Regions from separate parts of the Capsicum annuum genome. Here region 1 is linked to region 2. A link is a contact called in public Hi-C data. All regions are on one chromosome and are shown on one strand. Each heading gives the region's core, a stretch centred on a gene start, on an enhancer-like site or on the middle of the called end of the contact. The rest is flanking DNA. Distances are from core to core; before and after follow the strand shown.

The links. Hi-C and Micro-C count contacts between places; a contact is called where the count stands out from the background.
Region 1: a contact with region 2 is called in a Hi-C map of leaf, with 2.9 times the contacts expected there. The contact joins the promoter of LOC107863511 here to the promoter of LOC107861196 in region 2. A contact is called at or near these places in 2 of 5 Hi-C or Micro-C datasets (leaf and placenta).

Annotation. Positions count from the first base shown.
Region 1 is chr2:127,792,262-127,798,455 of UCD10Xv1.1, reverse strand. It overlaps LOC107863511 (guanylate-binding protein 1), which reads right to left and starts at 3,288. Exons shown (of 14, transcript XM_016709449.2): 1 at 2,880-3,288. The coding sequence starts at 3,155.
Region 2 is chr2:127,476,451-127,482,015 of UCD10Xv1.1, reverse strand. LOC107861196 (MLO-like protein 2) reads right to left here and starts at 3,629. Exons shown (of 14, transcript XM_016706559.2): 1 at 3,271-3,629; 2 at 2,830-2,887; 3 at 2,571-2,728; 4 at 2,149-2,265; 5 at 1,698-1,758; 6 at 307-395; 7 at 97-171. The coding sequence starts at 3,399. LOC107859326 (auxin response factor 3) reads right to left here. Exons shown (of 12, transcript XR_001671352.2): 11 at 5,140-5,565; 12 at 4,427-4,768.

The DNA of each region.
Region 1 (6,194 bases), core at 2,039-4,538, 320 kb before region 2:
GATGCATTAAAGACTAGGATGACAAAGTATTGGTGGAAAAAATTGCACATTAAATGAAGATGACAGACGTACTTCCATAAACACTTAAATGAAAGGGGATCCAGGAGTATTGTGTTAGGTGATTTGGACACTCTGAGAGTCGTCAAAGATTTTGGGCATTGCGGGTGTATTAAGTTTGAGGAGGTTAAGGGGGATATTCTCAAGATGAGAGCGGAAGAGCAACTGGGCCAGACAAGATTCCTGCAAAATTCTGGAATAGCAGAGACATAGTCGGTTTGGAGTGGCTAATTGGATTGTTTAATGTCATTTTCAAATCGAGTAGTATGCCAAAGAATGGAGGTGGATCATCATGACCCTGTTGTACAAGAATAAAGGTGATATTCAAAATTGCAACACTATGAATGTTTAGGAGAGGTTGATCAAGATGAGGATGAAGAGGAATGTGTCTAATTTAGAGAATCAATTCGACTTCATGTCCCGGCGACCGACAACGGAAGTCATTCACCTTTTGAAGATATTGTTGGAGCAATACAGGAGAGGAAAAGAGACTCACAAATGATGTTTATCAACCTAAAAAGGCATATGACAGAGTCTCGGGGGGGTTATAGAGATGCTGGGAGTCTAGAGGTATACATGTAGCATTCATTATAATAATTAAGGACATATGTGTTAGAGCCAAGATTGGAATAAGGACAGAGGGAGGAGACTCGGAACATTTCCTAGACAAGATGGGGCTACACTATGAATCAGTTCTCAACTCATTTTTATTTGCCTTGGGGATGGATGAATTGACACGGCATATTCAAGGACATATCGTGGTGTATGTTCTTCGTAAACAACATAGTATTGATCAATGAGAAAACCGGCGAAGTTAATAATAGATTCGAGATATGAAGACAGACCTTAGAGTCTGAAGGCTTCAAGCTGAGCAGGACTAAAACAACGAACATGAAGGGCAAGTTCAGTATTGCATCACATGAGTCGAATGGGGAAGCAAGGATCGATACACAAGTCACCTCCAGGCTCCAAAAGATAATGCTTCAAGTATCTTGGATCTATATTCAAAGGAAATGAGGAGATCCACAAGGATGTCGCACATCATATTAAAGCAGGTGGATGAAAAGGAGGCTCGCATCCGGAGACCTAGGTAATAAGAACGTGTCATCAAACTCAAAGGTAAGTTTTGTAGAGCAATTGTTAGACCAGCTATGTTGTCCAGGGTAGAATGTTGGCCAGTTGGGAGTTCGCACATACAGAAGATGAAGATAGCGCAAATGAGAATATTTAGATAGATATGGCGGCATACCAGAAGAGACAAAAATAGGAATGGAGATATACGGAACAAAGTGGGAGTAGTAGCTACGGTGGTGGACAAGATATGAGAATCGGGATTTAGATGGTTCGAACATATGAAGACGAAGACAACAAATCCCCTAGTAAGGAGGTGTGAGAGATTAACGGTGATAGGCTTGAGGAGAGGTAGAATATACTGAGAAAGAATTGGAAAGAGGTGGTTAGACAAGACATGACACAGCAACTTAGCAACTTACCAAGGACATGATCCTAAATAAGAAAGCATGAAGGTCGAGTATTAAGGTAGCCAGTTAGTAAGTAGTTGAACATTTTCTATGCACAATGGTAGAGCAAGGTTTTCGTCTGGAAGCATCTACTTATTCCCTTACCAATCCTCACTTCCTTTCTTGAGGATAACCTGAGTACCAATCCTCACTTCCACATCACCTTGTGTGTTACGTCATTGAGTTTGTACTCTGTTAGGCAAATTTCATACCTTCTCTAAATTATGCACTTCACTTTGATGAATGCACACTTAGCTTCTAGTTTCTAACTTAGATCCCCATGAGTCTTAACAAGTAACAGAAACCAGGTAACTCTGTCCACCAAGGCTAAAACAAAACAGATGGGAAGAAATCACCCAGTGTTCGTATCTGTTGAGAATTGAACCCGACATCTCATGGTACCTAACCCAACTACATTGAACCACTGTGCCACACCCTTGGGCGCCATGAGTCTTATCAGTTTTGCTAGCCTTCTTTGATGCTTTTATATTTCAGAAACAATTTGGCAAACTCGTGCACCCAAAGGTAGGCCTAGTAGTCAATAAAGTAGTTGAGAACCATGAGGTCTCGGGTTCAAAACCAAGCTTCTTATCTGACCAAGCCTTGATGGACAGAGCTACCAGATATATGCATCGGCAAGAGATAGCACGTTCCTCATGGAAATAGTTGAGGTGCGAGCAAGTTGGTCCAAACACCATAGTTATTTATAAGACTAATTTAGCAAACTCCAAAGTGAACCTGCATAGTTCCTTATTTATCTGATCAGAATTTTCTATGAGTATTCTCTTAGTGTGCTTCAGATTCTATTTTGGTCATCTACAACGAACATCTTTGTTGATACAGCTGATATGATAAATCCGCTCATTGTTGGTCAATATCTTCTGGATCCACAGCGAAAAATTAGCCAAACTAAAACAAATGCAGTCTCGGAAGTCAGAACTACAAAACTCACCCCCGCTTTAATCACTAACATGACATTTGCAAACCACTTACTTACACATAGTTCTCCAACAGCTGCATTCAGGGAATTTTTAGTCCTAATTCACCTAGACTGTTTTCTTGCTGCTTTAGTTCCTTCGTATTTACTTCCTATCCTGTTTCTCATTTCAAAGCAATGTGCTTTGTGGAACTAGTATATCTAAACAATTAAGCAGCTATACTAGGCACCTGCAAGCATTAACCCTAATAAACAAAGGTAGATAAAATACTGCATACTATAAATAGCATAGATAACCTAAGAATAAAAAAGACATATAGACAAATATAAAGGCTTGCTTTTCTGAAAATTCGAATTGTACTTACCTGGTTTAGTATAAAGCTCTTGCCTTGACGAGCGCGACCACAAACAGAGACAACGCCAACTGGTTCCTTGACAAGACGAAGTACCGCTAGCGCTTCGGGATCGATCTGGAACTTCCCTTTCTCATCGCAATACACAAACCGTATCGGCCTAGCTGGTCCCGTAGCAACATTGACAGCGGAGCGCTTTGGAGGCGAGGGAGATGGCGATGGCGAAGGAGACGCTGACGGTGACGGAGAATCCTGCTGCGGCGAGCCTCTGCCGAAAAACCTCAGCATATTCTCACACGCTGGCGGTGTTACTTTTGGGGGAAAAGTGGAGAGCGAGAGGATTTCGAATTTGTGTGGGGACTTTTTTTTTTTTATAAATGGAAAAGAGGGAAAAAAAAAAAACAGAATGCAAGGAGACCTGTGTATGGCTGCATTTGCTTTTTTTTTTTTTTTTTTAAGATTTAGATGTTGCGGTCTGAATCTGAATGTACAACACAATGATTGAATTATGATCTCTTGATTTGAATTGTTTGTTTTTCAATATTTGAAACTGTAAAAAAAATATTTTATATAATAAAATAAAAAATACAATTAAATAAAAAATTAATTATATATCAGAAAAGTATGTAATTTAATTTAATAAAATTATTTATTTGGTTAAAAAAATATTTATGCTTGTTAGTGATATTGAAAATAGTTTATAATGGTGGTTGCGGTGACGATGATTGATGTTATTAATTAGTAATTTTAGTGGTGATAGTGCGATGGTTGGTATTGTAGTGACTGTTATGATAGTGACGATTAATAGTAGTGATGGTGATGGTTGTGATGTGTTGTTGCTTGATGTTAGTAGTTGGAGGTGTTGATTGTGATGGCTCAAAAATGAATGCACGATGGTTGACGATGTGTTGGTGCTAGTTGGAGATGTTAGTTGTGATAGTGGAGATGGTTGTTATTAATAGAGATAAATTGTAGTGATGATAGTGATTGAAGTGATGACAGAGGTGACATTATTAGTGACAATGGTAGTTGCCGTCGAAGAATGTGTGGAGGTTGTGATGTATTATTAATAGTTAGCGGTGGTGCTAGCAGTGATAGATGAGTTGATCGATAGTAGGAATTGACCGGTAGTGGCTGATGATGGTGGTGCTGTTGACGGTCGTGGTAGCAGTAAATATAATTAGAATAATAGAGATAATAGGTATGGTAGTAGTTGACAATAGTAGTTGGTAGCGATATTTTTTGTCGATGGTGATTGTGATGGTCGAGGTGGTTAGTGGTAGTTGATAATGATGGCGGTGGCAGAGGTGGTGACTGATGATTATGAATAGAATGGCGGTGAATATTATCTAACATCAGAATACCTCTTCAAACCTATTAAGGCTTGATTCTAGATCTGAATGATTAAGACCTATTAAGACTTATTAAAAACTAAAATCTCAATAAAAAACAAATACACTTAATGGTTTGAAGTCCGAACCATTTAGATTCAGACTTCCATTAAGTGCAAACAAATGAGCCCTTAGTGTGAGAAGAAGTTAAATTTACATCTTTACCATTGGCAATTGAAAAGAAGAGTTGTTTTATTTGATACGCGGCAATGGAAAAGGAGTGAAAAGTGATAACGTAAAGAAATGTTTATATGAAATGGTAAAACAATCATTTCGTTCTTTAAGGGTGTGTTTGGTATGAAGGAAAATGTTTTCCAGAAAATGTTTTTCAGTTTTCTTATGTTTGGTTGACTTATATGTTTTGAAAAATATTTTTCAAACCAACTTATTTTCCTTAATTTAAAGGAAAATGGCTTCTCTTAAAAAAGTAAGGAAAACATTTTTCAAAACTCTCTTTCAACATCACTTTAAAGTTGAAATATTCCTATAATTCTCAAAATCATCTACTCCATCTCCCGCCCTCAATACCCTATTACCCCGACACCCCCTACCCCTACCCCCACCCCCACCCCCACCTTTCCCCTACCTCTGCCAGCCCCTTCTAAAAACAATATCTATATTTTATTAAAATATTTAAACTTTTCTCTTACCCCACACCCCTACCCTCCCTCCCCCTCTCCCATCCCTTCCCCCTCCCCCAACCTTAAAAAATATATATATATATTTTTTAAAAAATTTCAATCCCCTTTCCCCCTCACTCCCCTTCCCTGACCCCCAGCTCCTATTAGACTCCCCACCCCTACCAATTTTTTTTAAAAAAATTTAACCAAAAAAGTTCAAAAATTTTTCTTACCCCACCCCTATTACCTATTCTGACACCCCCACCCACCCGCCTACCAACCCCCTTTCCAAAAAAAATTTAATTTCTTAAAAAAAAAATTAAAAAATTCTAAAATATATTTTTGCGCTTTAGCTAAACAATAAAATATATTTTTTGAAAAATATTTTCCATTCACCAACCAAATACTAGAAAATATTTTCCATCCACCAACCAAACATAAGAAAAACAAGTAAGAAACCAATTTATTTTTCAGAAAAACATTTTCCTTCATACCAAACACACCCTAATTGTTCGCTCGTTTTCCCAATCTTTAAAGCTGGATATGAAATTTAATGAAGTTATTCAATTTTGTAATATTTATTATTTGTATTATTTCTTTATATTTAGCATTTAATATTTATCACTATTAATTAAATTTTTTGGATAATTATGACAAGTTAAGGTATCAATATTTTTTTTAATAATTAAATATCCAAGTTTGTCCACAATTTAAGGAGTTATATATGGTAACTATATTTTTTAAACTTAAGATCTGGTTTTATACCTTTTTATTAACTTGACTAATTAACTTGATTATACACTTTTTCATATTTTTCAGTCTTTAATTATCAATAGAAGTCTTATCTCTTTACCTGTTTAAATTATCAATAGAAGTCTTATCTCTTTAATTTTCATTTATTAAATTTCTTCTAAATAGTGACTCGTTTTGATCACTAACTAATAGGAAGAAAAATATTTTAGTTCATAATGTAATTATTGATACTTTTCATCTCATTTATCCTTCACTTTTTTTACCCTCTTTCCTTATTAACTACTCATAGTATATTCAAATTGGAGCAACCTTGGAATTGGAAAATATTAGCATAAGAAAACACTTAAAATTTAACAACCTTTGAAGCACATAAATAATTTGAATATTCATGTAACCAATTGTGTTAGATGAGTTGATCCCCAATCCAGCATATACTTGTAAATTTGTAAACGACATATCACGAAAATGATTCTATTATCCTATAAATATATTTTCTATGTTTCAATTTATTTATTTTAGTTTCTTAATATATTTTTTAAAAAGATATATCTTTTCTGTTTAAT
Region 2 (5,565 bases), core at 2,380-4,879:
AAATTAAAAGACTAGTACTATAAGTATGATCTCAGATATTAATTAATTAATTCAGCACACATTAATAATAGAAAAAGAGTTGCGTAAATACTATACCATAATGAATCCATGCCGAAGAGTGAAGTAGTCTACTTTATATACTGATCCATAAAATTGCCTTAAGAAACAAACCTACACATTAGAATTAATTTTAGTAATTGGTTCGAGAATTTTTAAAAGATAGGAAGTATTTCATATTTTTTGGGGGGTCTAAATAAGTAGTAATAAAAAACTTTATTAATTAAATGATAAAAAAAGGTTACTTACTGGCAAACGTAGAAAGCGATGTTCACTCCAAAAATTGAGATGTCGTTTTCCGAATGATGTTTGATGAATTAGATGAAACCTCCTTGGATCTAAATCATTAATTGGACACGAAAAAACAATTAAATCTTAACCCATAACACCATAATAAAAGTTCAGAAAGTAAATTATTTCGAGGAATATACAGTTCGACTCAAATGAAATTGTGACGTTATTTGATAGGTAATTTTATTGCTTGCATGCATGTTTGCTTTTGGAATTTCCACTTTCGGACAATATCAGATCAAGAAGATAATTACGTATGTCATGTGTGTTTGGTATATGAAAAAAGAAAGAAATTAAAAATAAATTATTTGTTTACTTGTTTTTACATGTTTGGTGGGTTGACAATAAATGAATAAATGTTGTTCTAAAAATATTTATGCATAATAGTAATTTAAACAAACACTTTGACAATGGAAGTGAGATGAGCGTTGGTTGGTGTGTGTGTGTGGGGGGGGGGGGGGGGGGGGGGGGGGGGGGGGGGGGGGGGGGGGCGGTGTTTGGGAGGTGGAATGGGGTGCGCAGCGTTGAGAGTGAAGCCGTGCAATCAGCATGATATGTTATGTACATATGAAATTTATTTATTTTTTTCAGAAAAATTATTTTCTTGATTTTTATGATATTTATTTTCTTAAATAAAATATCTTCCAAAAGCTCAATTACAAAACAAACCCACCCTACAGGATTTTTCTTTCGAGGAAAGAGCATGAGTTGAAACCAAACGTCTTAATTTGAAATATTGTCTACTAGTGTCATTAATTATAAGTTAGAAAGTTTAAAATTTATTTACACACGTAGATAGTACTAAGATCATTAAAACACAATTAGAAATTACTTTATAGAATAAGTTAGTATTGACTACTATAATTTAAAATAAATTATAAATAAACAAATTACGTATAATATATAAAATATTTCAATAATGTTTAAAAAGTATTCGTGTACGGCGTACCTAACTTCAATCCTTTGTTTCATGAAACGTTTTCCATATATTGAGCCTACCATGGGACATAATAATTGCTCATATGATAATGTGTTTAATTGAGACAAAAAATTAATGTCCCTACACAATGAAGACTTCTAGACAATTAATGAAATATGCAACATGAATTATACAATATTCCCTTCTGTTTAAAATAATTGATATTTTAACATTCAAAATAATTAACGCTTCACAAAATTAAAAAGGTATTTATTTCTTTTTTCCAAATTGCCCTGCTCATGTTCTTAATTCCCATGATAATTTTGTCAATCTAACAAAGAAATCCTTCTTAATTTTTAGAAATAAGTGAATTTCTTGTCAATATGTTCAAATTTAGAACATCAATTATTTTGATCAGAAGGCAACTTACCATGTGAAAATTGATAATCTAAGGTTCTTGTTTCTGCCTCCCAAAATTTCCATCTTCTCATCTGACCATTTACCAAAACAGTAGTAAGAATAACATATATATGATCAAAAACACACCTACAAATGTCCAACTCCAGAAACATATTAAATAGTTGTCAAATTGTCTAGAAGATGTCATATCATATTAAAAAGTTGCACATATAATGTTCAAATAAGACTTCTATTTCAATTTACCTACTTCTTTAATTTGTTTTCTTGGTTCTTATGATATTTGGAGTTGACTGCTCACATGATCATTGAGTTAGTGAAAATTGTGTAGAGAACATCGAATTGGTGAAAATTGTGCAGTAAACTTTTTTTTTTGGTAGTAAAATTTCACTTTGTTAAATATTGATATTTTACAATATTGGGGGAAAAAAAGCTGTAAAGATTGAAGAATTTTAATTAATTACCTTAAGGGTTCCAAGACTGAACGTGAGGAAGCAAGAAAGAATATGGAAGAAAGCAAGAGCAAATATTAAGAGCTGGAGCTGCTGGACACCTGCTCTTGACATCAAAGATTTCTTTCCCTGAAAATAAAATTATTGACACTTACATATTAAAATTTACTTGGAACTAAAATGTATATCTATATATTTACACTGAATCAACTCGCCGGAGCTACTCTTGTTCAAAGGAAGTCAATTGACGCCCCTTCGCCAGAAAGATCCACTATGTAGATAGGTCGAATTCTTTTTACATGTATATACTATATACTATATGTTTAGAATTTTCTTTAACTTCTTCGTATATTTACTACTTACAATTTTGAATCCCAAAGTGAAAATTCAGCTTCAGTCACTACTAGTAAATAATTACTTTCATTTAAAAATACCTGTTGTTCACATTTTGGTTCCTCCTCCTCATCATCATCAGTTGTCAAGCTTTGGCATGGAAGAAAAGTCTCAGCAGCACCCTTTGGGATACAGATTTTGGCAATGGGCTTTTGCAGAACAGTCAGCAATAAAGAGATGAATCCCAAAAGCATCAACTCTTCAAATACAAAATTTATATACAAAAGTCAAGCAAACATTCCAGCTAGCTACAACAAACAGTAATATATTCATTCAAAATTTTCTTATTGTAATTAGTACCTGTTTTGATATTGTCTAGAGCTTGAATCAAATATTTCCTCCTCTTCTTGTTGAAGTACTACAGGAATGAATTCAAAACCAATCAAACATAGAAGCAACATAGATTGATATAGACAGTCACATGCAGTAAGACTACATATAATATAATAGACTAACGTACTCTAGTCCTTTACCAACCACATGCATATATAATGAAAGCTTAATGCAGTAAATGTTGTTGTCGTGAGAGTAGTAGGTCGCAAATTTAAAGCATCAAAATAGTCTCTGACATAAATACAGGCAAAGGTAAGACTATGTCCAATAGTTCAATGTATTCTAGTCCTTTCCTAACACCATGCATGTTAAAAGCTTAGCGCACTGAGTTTCCTTTTTTTTTTGCTTCGGAATTAAAGGGCCAATTGAATTTACTTTGTTAGGGGATATGGAGGTATTAAGACATACCTTAGCTAATAGATGAAGGGCATGTTCAATAAGAATGGAAATAGTAATCAAAATAAAACACACAACAGCAACAGCCCATGTTGGTGTTGTCTCCAAAGTTATGGCACTACTGCTGTTTGAACCTGCCATTTTTATATCTGTCTGTTCTTCCCAGGGTAAAAATTTCCTTGTTTAGGAAGAATAGACTAAGCTTTACTAGTTTTGAAGAAATGAAATGTTCGCTTACGTATAGAAATTTTAAAGAATCAGGTGGTCTCAGTATTTATTGTTCTATATAGAGTTGGAAAAAGGTTAGGTTAGTCAAAAGATGAAAGTCAAATATCCACGAAGGCCATGACATGGTTGAGAAGTTCTAAAATATTATTGGTTTTGTAATGTGTAACATGGACATAACGCGGCTAAATTCTCTTTGACGATGCATATTTTGTAAATAGTAATAGCAGCAGGTACCAGTTAGTCAACTTTGGGGGCCTTTTTGGGGATCCAAAGAGGAAACCTCGTTCTATGCTCGAGCAAACACAATTCTGTGATGAGAAAAGGACGTCAAAATGCACATATTATAAGTAACATGTTTATAATATCTTTAGGCTTAAGCTTTAGGACATCAAAAGATTTTGGTACTTCGAACATTCTTAATTTGGCAATTACTGCCGTGTGAACTGTGACGAGAATTGTTGATTGTTTTTCACTGGTTTCAAGGATCTTATTGAATTGAACAACAAAATTATATGTGTATGAGAAATTCTTAAATAAGGAAACGGTATATCATTAAAGGTACTTTAATTCATCAAAACAAAAATAGAAATAAGCAATCATAACAGAACAAGCTGATAATCTAGCTGTTAACACAATATAACAGACTAATGAATAGTGATCATCAATGATAGCATTTACACCAGCTACAGAATCTGGGAAAACAGTATTACAACTAACAAGGATGATTAAGGCAATGCACAAACTATCATGACGGACATGTTGGAGCGCAGTGTTGAAAGAGTACAGAGGAATCCAGATACTGAAATTGATGGAGAAGGAAGCATTTACTCATCAAAATCTTCTTTAGCATAACACTTATAATTTGTGGTATTTATCTGTTTCCAAAAGTAGTTACGTTACAGAAGGTCATGGAAAGAGAATGATAATCCAGTAACGAAAATTCAGGAATGCAGGATTATGTAATAGTAACAAACAGGAAACCATATTAGCCTGTTTAATTACAGGACTATACATGAAAATTCCTTCACGATTACAATAGTGTTCACGAGATGAGCTCCTACAACAAACTTACCGGCTTTCACAGGAGCTTGAGTTAGTTCACAGAAAAGCTAGAGAAGGTACAGGATACAAATACAAAAATTATCTCAAACCTAAAAGAAAGACCACTAGGCAAATTTTAAACAGATCACAATTATCATACAGACATCTTGATGCAGCAACACAATCTCCAATTGTTGCATCATAGTACATCAAAATCAGAGGAACATACATGCCAATTTTCCTGCAAAGTGAAACCACCCAAAAAGTCATGCTCATACCCATATTATCAAAAGCAAAATTAAGGAATTGAAGCCGAATGATTGCTAGAGAGTCCTGGAAAATGACAAGGCGAAATCCCTGGATTAGGTCTTCGCACATTACAATTTACAAGAAGCAACTGGGAAACTATTCGGACAGAATTTCTTTAAAAACACAGTGGGAAATTCTTCTCTTAAGAGTAAGCTTTTATTATTCGACCAAAAATTAAACTTCAGACCAACTACAGCTATGCTCCCCCATTGGACAAAGTTTATTCATTAATGAAACTTTCATGAAATTATGCATGATACCCTGTGAAAGCAGATCAGTAAAATTTGTAGTGCAGGCACTTACATACAAGCACATTCGTTCCTCAATGGTATCTATCTTCATTAAAAACTCTCAATTCTCATCTCTGGATAAGCAATATACTGGCAACTAAATGCTTGCGCACTCAACAGCCAGAAGATTACAGGCCAACTAAAATCTAAGAATCAATAATGCTGCACACACATCCTTCAATCTACATATGCTAGCAAGACATCACAACCAACACCTGCTACAGAGCAATATCAAGAAGCACATCTCTTGCTGCATAGAGGTCATTTACTTTAGTAAAATTTGTTCCCACAACATCAGTCATCAATGGTGGCCCTGGCTGCAACTTCCCATCACCTGAAGGGAGAAACGTTGTTTCTAGACCATGTGAATATACAGCAACAGCTGGAGTCTCTGCTCCAGTTGCACTTATTTTACTCTCAGTCAAGGGGAATCCAAAGA